Regions from separate parts of the Mus musculus genome. Here region 1 is linked to region 2. Evidence: chromatin contacts called from public HiChIP or PLAC-seq data. All regions are on one chromosome and are shown on one strand. Each heading gives the region's core, a stretch centred on a gene start, on an enhancer-like site or on the middle of the called end of the contact. The rest is flanking DNA. Distances are from core to core; before and after follow the strand shown.

Region 1 (6,041 bases), core at 3,266-5,765, 240 kb after region 2:
GTGTGTAGCCCAGGTATCCTGATCTATCACTTTCTACCTTATCCCCTTAAGATAGAGTCTTTCACCGAACTTGAAGCTTGACCTCTTTTTGCCCAGGTCATATGTCCGGCCTGCAAGTCTCAGTGATCCTTCTGTCTCCACCCTATTACTCAGTGCTGGGGTTATAATCACATGTGGCCAGGTCTGACGGGCATCTGAACTCATGTTTGCACAGCAAGCTCTCTTACCAATTAAGCCATCTCTTTTGCCCTGATTAATCTTTAAAATATGGAATTTTAATCATTTTATTTTATGTATGTATATGTGATGAGTGCAGGTGCCAAAGGAGAGACCACGTCAGGCATCAGATTCCACCAGAGCTAGAGTTACATATAGGTACTTTGGGGCCGGCCCGACATGGGTGCTGGGAATCAAACCTGGATCCTCTACATGAGGAGGACATACTCTTAACCACCATGCCATCTCTCCAGCCTGCTGAAGGCAGTGTGGATCAGACTGTCCATCTAAACTAAATTCCTTTTCAAATGCCATCCATGTTGCTTACAGAATAGAATTTAAATCCCTCAATATCAGTTCATCTGAATGCCTAAAGTGCCTGGCTTCCTGGCTGCCTCGCCTGCTCTTCTCACTTCTCCCTCTGGACTCATGGAAATCCCATCCATTCTTCATAACTCCAGGCAACTAACCTCCTCCACAGGTGAAAACAACCACTCACTTCTCGCTGCCTCGCGTGCATGTGTGTGGGTGCATGTGTATATGTGTTCATGTACATATGTGTGCACATACACATGCATGTGTGTATAAGAGGTCAATGTTCAATTTAAAGCATTGTGCCTCAGGAGCTGTGCATCTTGATTTTGAGCCTGGGTCATGCATTGGCCTGGGTCTCACCTATTCAGCTAGGCTGGCTGGCCGGAGAGCCCCAGGGATCAGCTTGTCTCTGCCTCCCCAGCATAGGGACTGATGTGTGAGCCACCACGCTCCGGTTCTGGGGATGGAACTCAGGTCTGCATGCTTATACAGCAGGCTATTTCCTGACTGAGCCATCTCCCCAGCCCGTCTCCCTGCTTCTCAATACTGGCTTTCCTATACGTAGCCATCACCGTCACTCTCTGCCTGTGCTTCCATGTGCTTGCCCCTTGTCACTTTTCACCCTGGAGAATGTGAACTCTTAGCTTAGGATCATCTATAAGATCCCACCTATGCATAACTGCCAACATAACATGGATAGTCAATAAATTCTTGCTGAATCTGAGCTGAGTTAGAAGATAAATTAGTGGATCTGGGGTGGTTCTGAAAGGATAGAACCTGGCTCCAGGTCCTCCACAAAGGCAGCACAGACTCCAGAGTGAAGATGGGGGCTAAGTCACAGCATCTCAGGCTGGGCCAACACCCAAGGGTTCAGCACCAATCCCCAGGGGCCACCAGCCAGGGGTCAGGATGACCAGGACATTGCTATCATATTCACAAACAGACCCCTGACCTGATGAGAGGCAGAAATGACAACTGTCCAAAGGACAGGACACCTGTGTGCACCTGTGAACACACCAAATATTTAAATGTCCCACTCTCACCCCTGTCTCTCAGAGTAGAGCTTCCCCAAATGTGGTTTTCCTTGGGGAGCAACCAATACATTAGGATCCAGCTAATGGCATAAAGATAGACTGAGGGGCCGGGGTGTAGCTCAGGTGGTAGAGTGATCATCTCGCATGCATGGAGTTCTGGTTCAATACTCTATACAGCCTAAGTTGAGCATGGTGGCCTGCTGGCCCAGAGGTCCCACATGGACACCTGGCTTACATGTGGCCTGCATGACCCTTGAACGCTACCTCATCCTTCTCACCTTCTCTGTTGCCACTGTTTGGGCTAAGAGAAAACAGAGAAGAACAAAAGAGCCTTTTTCCAGACTCAGCTTCCTCCACACATGAGCTGTTCGTCCTAGGGTGTGACTAGCATAACGCTCAACAGAAGGGCTCCCCAAGGGGTTCCACAAAAGTCCTTGCAGTAACCAAGGCCTTAGTAAAACTTCTGAGAGTGTTAATTACAGTTACGAATTGTGCTGTTACCCCACAATTCACATGCATAAGTCCTGGTCCCCAGTACCTCAGAGTGTGACCTTATTTGGGAATAAGGTTGTTGCAGTTGCAGATGTAATTAGTTAAGATGAGATCATTAGAGTGGGCCCTAGTCCAATATGACTATTAGTTTAAAAAAGAAAAGGATATTTGGGCACTGAGAGTCCCTCACAAGGAGTGCAACACCTCAAAGAGAGACAGAAAAAGAAGCCGTCTGAATCAGGGCCTTCCCTCAGAAGGAGCCAACCCCAGAATGCTTTCATTGCAGCCAGTGGAGCCATGAGATAATGAATTTCTGCTATTTAAGCTGGTCAGCCTGTGGCAATTTGTTACAGTAATCTTAGCAAACTAGTGCTACATTAGATGTTTTTCTAACTGTAAATCAGACTTATCGATGTTAGTTAGCTTTATGTTTATCTTTACATTAACCCAAAGAATTTGGGTACTTTTATTTATTCTGCTTATCCAAACGAGGACTCCAAAGTTCTTCTGAAAGGTTAAGAAGTATCTGAGGCAAAGGTTGCTGAGTCACTCATTATTGAACTCTGCTGCCTGTCTCTGGAGCCCTGTTCTTTGCTCTTTGTCACACACTGCTGTTATGGAAGAGATTCCTTGTGAGTAATCTCATGTGTCTTAAAGCTCACAACCTTAATCTAGCTCCAGATCTGAGGGCAACTGCACTCACATGTGCACGCACACACACACACACACACATGTGTGCGCGCACACACACTCCACAGCCTTCATGTAGACATGCTCAAACACTGTTACTGTCAGCACAAACAGGCTTCCTGCTCATGCTGATGAGAACACATACGGCTCCAAGCTGGTCACACAAGAGCTGGGTCAGCCAGCATATCAGTAAGGGACGGCAGTGGAGGCCAGGCTGCCAATGGGAGTCAGGAAGACGAAGCAAGCAAGCATAGCAGGCTTGTGTCGTGGGATCAAAGCCAGAGTAAGCATAATTGGGATAAAAAAGAGGAAAGTAAAGGCTAGGAAGGCGTGGCAAGAGCAATGTTACCTGCACAGATGAGGCAGGCTAGGAAAAGCATGTAAAATGATACCCCACCCCTAAATAAAGGAGGCTTGGAGAGTTTTATCTTGAACCTACAAATATTTATGTGGGGTACTATGGAGTCTGGCACATTCCTGAGCATGTTTAAGATATGTGCTCAGTTCAAGGTCATAACCCAAAAAGGAAAATGAGAGATGAGAACACCCTCCGGGGATTCTTCACTTATGTCAGAAAGATAACAGTCACCTTGGTGCCTGCATTACTTAGCTGCTAACAGTAAACCAGTGTTTATGGGCCTGGTAGGTAGGTCTAAGCTGTACAGAGTGAGCTGGGTACAAGAAGAAGGCCATAAGAATCCAGAGTGGGCTGGGCATGGTGGCGCACGCCTTTAATCCCAGCACTCGGGAGGCAGAGGCAAGCGGATTTCTGGGTTTGAGGCCAGCCTGGTCTACAAAGTGAGCTCCAGGACAGCCAGGGCTATACAGAGAAACCCTGTCTCGAAAAAACCAAAAAACAAAACAAAACAAAAAAAGAATCCAGAGTGGGAAATCTTTTAAAAGATGGGGGGAGGGGGAGGAAGAATCCAAGGTGGGCAGAAAACACATCAGCAGTTGGGTAGAATGGAGCATAGATGTGAGGGGCTAAAGGGGATGCAGAAATGGAGCATCCAGGACTCAGGAGGGCAAAAAACTGCAATTCAATGAAAGGATGGTTTTAGGGCTGGCCAGAAGTTCACGTGAGGAGCATCCCTCAAGGAGGATGATGCCCCGGGTCAGAAGTCACTGGTCTCAGGGGCCGACCTTCTTGGAGCTTAGTTGGGTGGGAATAAAGTGTAGTCAAAAGGGAAATAACTCCCTTTACAAATGAACAGAATGGAGGATGACTGTGCCCAGTGATCCCCCAAAAGTCACATAATGAGCTTACATTCATGCATCCTTGGTTCAAGTTTAAGTTCAGCATCTTGCCAAAACACAACCCCTTCCTTTTTCTTCTGATTCCAGGCCAGGGAGCATACTGACAAGTCCAGAGGATGTGCCCCCAGTCACTTCCTGGGGGAGGGGGTGTTCTAGCTGCTATCAGCTGGCCACAATTGCTTCCCTGTGTGTCTGTGGGCTCAGATATGGGCTTATGGGCTCACTAGATGGGGCCAGGCCAGCCTGCAGAAAGCTGGCAGCTCAGAACACATTCCTCCTCTGGGCTCTGCACATCTATCTTGCCAACACACTGGCATTTTCTCCAGTGTGTGTGCCTGCTTTGGATGGGCATGAGTAAACACTCTAAGTGTTAAATAGTCTAACATACATGTACAATATGAAAATAAATTTTCTAGAATAAGGCAAAATTTATGAACCTCATTTTAAGCCACGCCTATAGCAGAGAAGAAAACCACATTAGAAAACACATTGGCTATCTAAGTCTGGTAAATAATGGCTCCCTGGAACATGATGTTGAGACTCTAAGGTAGCCTTTAGATAACGGCCATTCTTGAAACCAGTGTGGAAGTTCCTCAGAAAATTGAAAATAGGATTACCATGTGACCCAGCTAACTCCTGAGCAAATGCCCAAAGTGAGAGAGATGTGGAAGGCAATCTTGTGAAGGGATAACTTGGATGGAGAACGAGGCACCACAGGCTCCTGCGACTCCTCAAAGAGTCCTGATCTGAGGAGTACAGGGCATTAGATCTAAGATGGCTCCTAACATACCCATGAGACAGCAAGAAGGAACGAGGCAGGGTGGTGGCTGCTTCCCCATCTTCACCAAGTTCTAATAAGTGATGATATGTGTGTGTGTGTGTGTGTGTGTGTGTGTGTGTGTGTGTGTGTGTCCCCTGCTCCTTCTGAGTAACCTCATCAGGCAGGGCTTTCATTGGGGCATGGTGACAGTGTGGCGAGATACAACTGGCCGAGGATTTAGCGGCTTGGCATTGCCTCAAACACTGGATATAAGCTTATGTGCTGGACAATAAATGCAGATCTGCACCCAGATGCTGGTCTCTGGAGTCTGATTTCCCTGGATTCATCACATGACTTCATCATCTCTCATCCCCCCCCCCATCCTCCATCCTGTTCCCACACCAAAGGACTCTAGATCATACTGTACAGATATGTGCACATCCATATTTCTTACTGCTCTATTCACAACAGCGAGGAAATGGAATCAGTCTAGCTGTTCATCAAAAGATGAATGTGTAATGAAAACGTGGTACACATATGCACACAGGATTATTCAGCTGAAGAAAAGAAAAAAAAAGTATCACTTGCAGGAAAATGGATGAAATTGGAAATCATATTGTGTCAAAAAATATCCAGAAGGATAATGTCACATACTTCTCTCATACATGGAACCTAAGCTCCCTGGGTACATACATGTATACACATATGACATAACAAGATCTGTGGGGTGGGAAGGAAGCAGGATAAGGACAGGAGAGGATAGTGGGTGAATGTGGTCACAGTTCAGGATATTTTGAACAAAATGTTATGAAGCCATGACTTTGTACAATGAATATTCACCAATGAAAGACTTAAAAGTCATGAGCTGAGGAGCCTGCTCAGTCTGGTAAAAGTGCCCGTGGTGCCAGGTCTGCGATGCTGACCTTAGAAGTAGGGTATGGTGGCATCAGAAATTCAAGACCAGCCTCAACTCTACAGAGTACATGAAACCCTGTCTGGAAAACAAACAACAGCAATGACAAGATGGAAGATAAACAGTAAAACCCCGTCACAAAGCCGAGGCTCCACTTCTGTCCCTGAACTATACTCAACATGAAATGCAGGCAGGCACTCCTTTAGACTCAGTGCCTCCCCCTCTTACACGCGTTCTCACGACCGGCCAGGAAGAACACAACAAACCAGAATCTTCTGCGGCAAAACTTTATTGCTTACATCTTCAGGAGTAAGAGTGCAAGCCCCCCTTTGCTTACATCTTTAGGAGCCAGAGGGCCAGAGCG
Region 2 (6,111 bases), core at 3,508-6,007:
CAGGATGTCCCCCTGGAGACAGAAGAAAAGACTGGTGTGGTCTGCTGCTTGGGGCAGACAGGAGACAGGTGTCTGGGGGAGGTGGTTGTATTGGCACAGACTGTCTAGGCAGTGTTCACGGACCTGAGGCAATGAAAGAGGAGGATGCAGTCAGTGGTCTTTAAAGTGGGGTCTGCAGAACAAGCCACCAAAATAGAGAAAAAATAGAAACCATATCTATCTATCTATCTATCTATCTATCTATCTATCTATCTATCTAACAAGTTTCTCATGCCAATATTTACTAAATAAATCCACATAGGCACTTCTATCAGCCCACAGTCTGGTGCCCATTGTACACAGGCAGGAAAGGAAGAGAGCTTGGGAACCCTTGGTCCAGCTGCTTTTAAGACTAGGAGGAGGTCTTCCAAATGACTTTCCCAGGCAGGGGATAGATGGGTTATAGGATCTGATTCTGTTGAAGCTGTCCTCATAAGAGGGTGGGTGGTTTGAAAAGACCCCAGCAAAGGCCTAGAGACAGATAATAATATAAACAGCAGACTCAGAGAAAGTGACAGAGCTAACAAGTTCCTAGGAGATGCCTGCGACTTTCCGTCTCCCTTTACCGCCCCAGTCCCCAGAATTCAGGCCTTGTATATACTAGACACATGTTCTACCACGGAGCCCTGTCCTCAGCCATGGGGATCTTCTTTGGGGCTCTTATTTAAGAATAAAAGGCAAAATGTCAGGCGTTTTTGTTAGAGAAAACAGCCACTCTGTTTGCCATAGCTAAAGAGACTGCGTTGGCCCAGAGAGAAGACAGTTGCAGATAAAGGACATTATATTGAAACACGCATTGAAAACATAGGGGAAAACTCAAATAAAGAAATTTAGAATACATGTTGTGTTGTGCAGTATAGGCTCAGGTGTGAGTTGCTAACATATTTCATGTTGTCTTTGCCATATGTTTTAGTTAGGGTTTCTGTTGCTATGATAAAATGCCAGGTCCAAAAGCAACTTTTGTAGGAAAGAGTTTACAGTTTGTAGTTCATCATCCAGACAAATCAGGGCAGGAACTCAAGGCAGAAACTTGGAGACAGGAGCCGATATACAGGCTACAAGGAATGTTGCTTTTTTGTTTTTGTTTGTTTGTTTTGTTTTTTTTTTTTTTCGAGACAGGGTTTCTCTGTATAGCCCTGGGTGTCCTGGAACTCACTTTGTAGACCAGGCTGGCCTCGAACTCAGAAATCCTCCTGCCTCTGCCTCCCCAGTGCTGGGATTAAAGGCGTGTGCCACCACTGCCCGGCGGAATGTTGCTTATTGGATTGCTTCTTATGACTTGCTCAGCCTGGCTTCTTATAGCATCCAGGATCACCAGCCAGGGGTAGCACCACCCACAGTAGGTAAGGCTTTCCCATCAATCATTAATAGAGAAAATGCCCCCTAGACTTGTTTCCAGCCCAGTCTAAGGAAGGCATCATAAGTCCCTCTTTCTAGGTTTCTGTCAGGTTGACAAACCTAATTAGTACACCATGTTTCTTTCTCCCTGTTACGCCCATCCCTATAACCTTTCCCAGTCCTACTCCCCGCCGATACATTTAACAGATTCAGGATATGATTTTGTTCTGTGCTGCATTTAGTTTACAAGGGCATCTGCATGCCCATTGCATTGGGGATATCCACAGGAGCCTGGTAAAGGGAATGGCACCTTCATTCTATGAATCTACCATGGGAGTTAAGGAATCCTGAGCCCCTGTTCCTTCCATGTCTTGCTGTTGAAAGAGCCATTCCTGGGCAGATCCAGGGCAGTCCACAATTGTTGGGAGAACCTGATTGCCCAGAAGATGCCAAGCTTCCTGATGCTAACATTTGTGAAATCCTGTCTACTAAAATAAGAACGTGTTCACAACAGTGGTCAACTTAGCTCATGGTGAGGCCCGCCAGTCCACCGTTGACCCTGCCTGATTTACAGCTGAAGAGTGCTTGCTGCTTGGGACCCATCACTCACTCTCTTCTTGACCAGCTGCCACAATAAAGTGGAAGGGAGAACATGACACAGCATGTCAGTAACATGATTAAGAAATACCCCTAAAACATGCTGGGGGCTTTACAGCACTTTATAACACAGTGCTGGGGACACAGGGAATCTTGGCTACTGCTCAGAAACTCAGTGACCATCTCAGGGCCAAGAACTTGATGGCTATGGAATTTACAGATGTGTCTTTTTAACAAAGGGGAATATATATCCTATTATGTAGAAGGAATACACACACACACACACACACACACACACACTCACACAATGTCTTTCAAGTAAAGGGGATTTTTTTTTTAAAGGAGATATTTTAATAAATGAATCATACGACAGGAATTTCCATAGAAAGTGGCATTTGGACTGTTCCTGCTATATAAGTTCAATGGAAAAATGAAACGTGTCAACTTTCCCCCTTTGTCACAATCTGCACGTATGTGTCAAAGCCAGAGGTTTTCCAGTGTCTTCCTCAATGGCTCCCACCTTCATTTGTGAGACACTCACCACTGAAGCTGGAGCTTGCTGAAAGTGTGTCTGAAAGCATACTTAAAAAACCACAAACTTTTTATTGATTCTTTGTGGGCTTCACACCATGCACCCCAATCCCACTTATTTCCCTGTCCCTCCATATCTGCCCTTGCACTTGGCCCAAAGAATACAACCAAACCAACCAGCCAAACAAAGAGAAACCATCTTGCTGTGGAAGCTGTGATGTGTCACACTGGGTACCACATTGTATCTTTTTGCCCACCATCTTTACTTGCAAATGATCTGGTTCAAGGTCTCTGGCTTCTGCTACACTATAGATACTGGCTCCTCACCTGGACTCCTCTTGGATACTATGTTGAGGCCCTGTGTTTTAGAGATCCTGCAGCTTTGGATCTGTAGGACTGGCCCCTTCACATGTTCTAGCAGTTCATAGATGGGGTAGATGTTGGGGTGGGCCAACTCAAAGTACTGGGTCTGGGCCTGGATGGAAGCTGAGTTGGTCAGCTTTTTGCCCAGGCGAGGGGTAGGGCCAGCTCTTCCAGTTGCTGCATCTGATGAGAAACAGGGCCAGCTCTGCACAGCTCTCAGATGTCAACATGGCTTCAGGTGACAGTCTAGACCAGGGATGTCTACATCAGAAGCATACTTTTTATAATCTTACAGATTCACTATCTCAAATTTAAAATGTCACATATTTTAAAAATAATTGCAAGGATAGTTGACGAAATACTCACTGAGAACATTGATTTCAGACAAAATCATTTTCCTGTGACCCTTCACATTTACAGAATTGGGAGGTGCTATTTGAGCAGAATTATAATTTAATAAGTGCAGAGACAGAGTTCTGTTTATCTTTGGGTATCTATCTTCTTAGGAAACAAATAACAACAGCCAGAGTCCTGGAGAGATGGCTCAGCAGTCAAGAGTACTTGTTCTTGCAGAAGATCCAAGTTCCATTCCCAGAATCTACTCGGTGACGTATAACACTCATAACTCCAGTTCTAGGGGAGACAATGCCCTCTTTTGACTTCCTCATGCACCAAATACACAGGTATGCACAGACATATATGGGAACAAAAGGTTCATGCACATAAATAAATCTAAAAAAAATTAAGGTTCAGCAAACTAGCTAGCTTTTTGTTTCTGTTTCTGTTTGTTTGTTTTTCTGTTAGACAGGGTTTCTTTGTATAACAGAGCCCTGGCTGTCCTGGACTTGCTTTGTAGACCAGGCCGGTCTCAAACTCAAAGATAGCTGTATGCTGCTTGAGTGCTGGGATCAAAGGCATGGACCACCAAGCCTGGCCTAGCAAACTAGTTTAATCACGGTTCTTTCACCAAGCCGATCATGGGCAACTTTAAAGCAAGAAGAAAAAGATGCAGCATACTATTCATTAAAAGGAAAATAATTTTCTGGGTTGATGGTATGTGCCTTTAATCCCAGCAGTCTGGAGGCAGAAGGAGGGTCCATATAGCAAAATCCAGGTGAGCCAGGGCTGCATAGTGAGATCCTGTCGTATTTTTAAATTATTGCTTCATTTTTATCACATCTTTAACATTTTAAGTGTGCTATGTAATGTATATTAGCAGTCATGTGAGTATCATTGATAAATATGTAGATTGCAAGCATCAGGCTATGAAGTAGAAAGAATAAAATTTGGTGCTTAAATGAGACAGCTGTGAAGTGAATGAAAACTCACAGTAGCAGTAACTCTGTGAAAGAGGCACAAGTCAAAAGGTGGCTCCCCAGTGTGGCTTAAAGTGGGGGTGCTTGGGTGAGGTCACTGGTCAAGACTAAAACCACCAGCAGGCAATTAGGAGTTGGGCCTAGGAATCTCTGGTTGAGATGCACCTGCCGCTCTAGAGTATTCTGGGCCTAAGAGTTTACTAGCTTATCAGCAGGCAGGAGGCCATTAAAACCACCTGGATGGGCCTGGATTCTCTGAGTTAGCTCCAGAAATGATCCAGGGAGCTGGCATCCCGAGACTCCTCGGAGCAGGAGCAGCATAATGGAAAACCAGGCCATGGAGGCTAAGAAACCGGTCACTCTGTGGAAGTCTGTGGAAGCCAGCGGCGGCAGACACCCAGTGCTAACTTTGGGAGCTGTGTTCCAGGAAGGAAGGCGTGGTCAGCAGGCTGCAGTGCTGGGAAGAGGTGAGCAAGGGTGCACAGAAAGCTCCCGCTGGCCTTGGCAACTCAGAGGTCATTCCGGACTTTGAGGGGCTGGCATAGAAACTAGACCGCAGAAGGCTGGGAAGCAAGGAAGTGTGTGTGTGTGTGTGTGTGTGTGTGTGTGTGTGTGTGTGTGTGTGTGTGTGTGTGTGTGTGTACACGCGCGCGCCCGTGTGTGTTGGGAGGGGCGGGAAGGTGATTCAAGGGACCGGTCCAACACCTGGAGAAAACCAACGCTTGCTGGTCGGTTTAGCTACCAAGAGTAAGTGTCGTGGAGGGAACCATGCCTCTAGAATCTCGTTTTTTGGGGAAAGTCCTGGTTGGGAGGGGAGGAGGAGGTGGGCAAACACCTCGAGGCGCAGCAGCTAGATTGGTGGTAGGGAGGCTCAGAGCGGGTATCCCTGCTGGCATCTGACCCGGGACAGTGTCGCGGCCCCACGGAGCCCGGGTGGAGCCGGACTCGCTTCCGGCCGAGGACAGGGAGGCTGCCGCGCCCGGGTGCTTAGGTTTCCTGCTGGCAGCGCGGCCCAGCGCCTCGGGTAGCTTCGGGTCCTCCAGGTAGTGCGCGATCCCGCTGCACAGGCTCTCTGCCCCGCCACCGGGCCCTGCCGCACAGCGCTCAGCCTGGTCCCCACCAGTCGCGGGCTCCTGCGGGGCGGGCACGGGCTGCAAGCGCGGCCTGGTCGGGTCCAGCTCCACGTACCGGGCCGCGCAGGCGTCAGTGCGCTGCTGCCGCTGCCCTGTGCGCCCTGCCCGGCGCGGCACCTGCGCTCCAGCCCGGCAGCCGGCCCCCATGGCCCTGCCCTCCGAATCCGGTGAGTGCGCGCGATGCTGCGCCGCTGACCTTGGGCCGGCGCTCTGTGCCCAGTCCCCTCTGTGCTCAGAGACCAGAACCTCCGCAGCTCCCACCTCCAGAGCCTGTTCCCCGTCCCTACCCAGCGGTGGCCTGGGTCCTGGCCTCTGGTGAGCCTGCAGCACCTCTGGTTCCTGGCTTAGAGAAAAATCTCAAGATTTAGGGAAATTAAAGGAACCGGGCATGCTAGCTTTTGAGCTCCTGGACAAGTTTCTAGGTGCCTGAGCCTCACTGGGTGTGTTGGGCTGGGGTGAACTTCTAGGTGGAGGCAGAGGTATGGACCAGATGATGAGTCCGTTTGAGGACCCCTTTCTTACCTCCTGTCACTGGGCAAGTCACTGGGAGTACACCCTTGTGCTGTAGTAGGTTGGTTCCGCCCTTGAACTTCCTGCAGCTGCTTTAAGAGCAGATCTGCTAATGGCTGGTCTAGGCTGGCAGAGGCCTGTGATGCAAGTTTGAGAGGCCCCTTAGTAGATGTTTTCTAACGGGAGTGTCCCCAAACTGCATGTGGCTGGTGAGAAATAAGCAAAGTTACTGGAGTAAAGCTGACAGCAGTATGCCCAGTATGGTCCTGAGCAGTTGTGGGCTG

What was found. HiChIP or PLAC-seq counts read pairs in DNA pulled down with a chosen protein or histone mark.
Region 1: an H3K4me3 HiChIP or PLAC-seq map of fetal liver shows a contact between it and region 2, with 4 times the contacts expected there. The contact joins the enhancer-like site here to the promoter of Ampd3 in region 2. A contact is called at or near these places in 2 of 39 promoter capture datasets (HPC-7-derived erythroid cells and embryonic stem cells), 1 of 484 Hi-C or Micro-C datasets (bone marrow-derived macrophages), 6 of 115 datasets of contacts at active chromatin or transcription factors (bone marrow-derived macrophages, fetal liver, large pre-B cells and 2 more) and 5 of 9 other capture datasets (adipose tissue, embryonic stem cells, liver and 2 more).

What each region holds. Positions count from the first base shown.
Region 1 is chr7:111,000,131-111,006,171 of GRCm38.p6, forward strand. No RefSeq gene overlaps it. Among named protein-coding and RNA genes, the nearest start is that of Mrvi1, 21 kb to the left of the region's middle. Within about 2 kb of position 4,516, at least 17 of the 459 cell types and tissues checked have an H3K27ac peak or open chromatin away from gene starts, as enhancers often do. A contact at or near this core is called in fetal liver, where this site is marked.
Region 2 is chr7:110,763,449-110,769,559 of GRCm38.p6, forward strand. It overlaps Ampd3 (adenosine monophosphate deaminase 3), which reads left to right and starts at 4,758. Exons shown (of 15, transcript NM_001276301.1): 1 at 4,758-4,931. It also overlaps B430319F04Rik.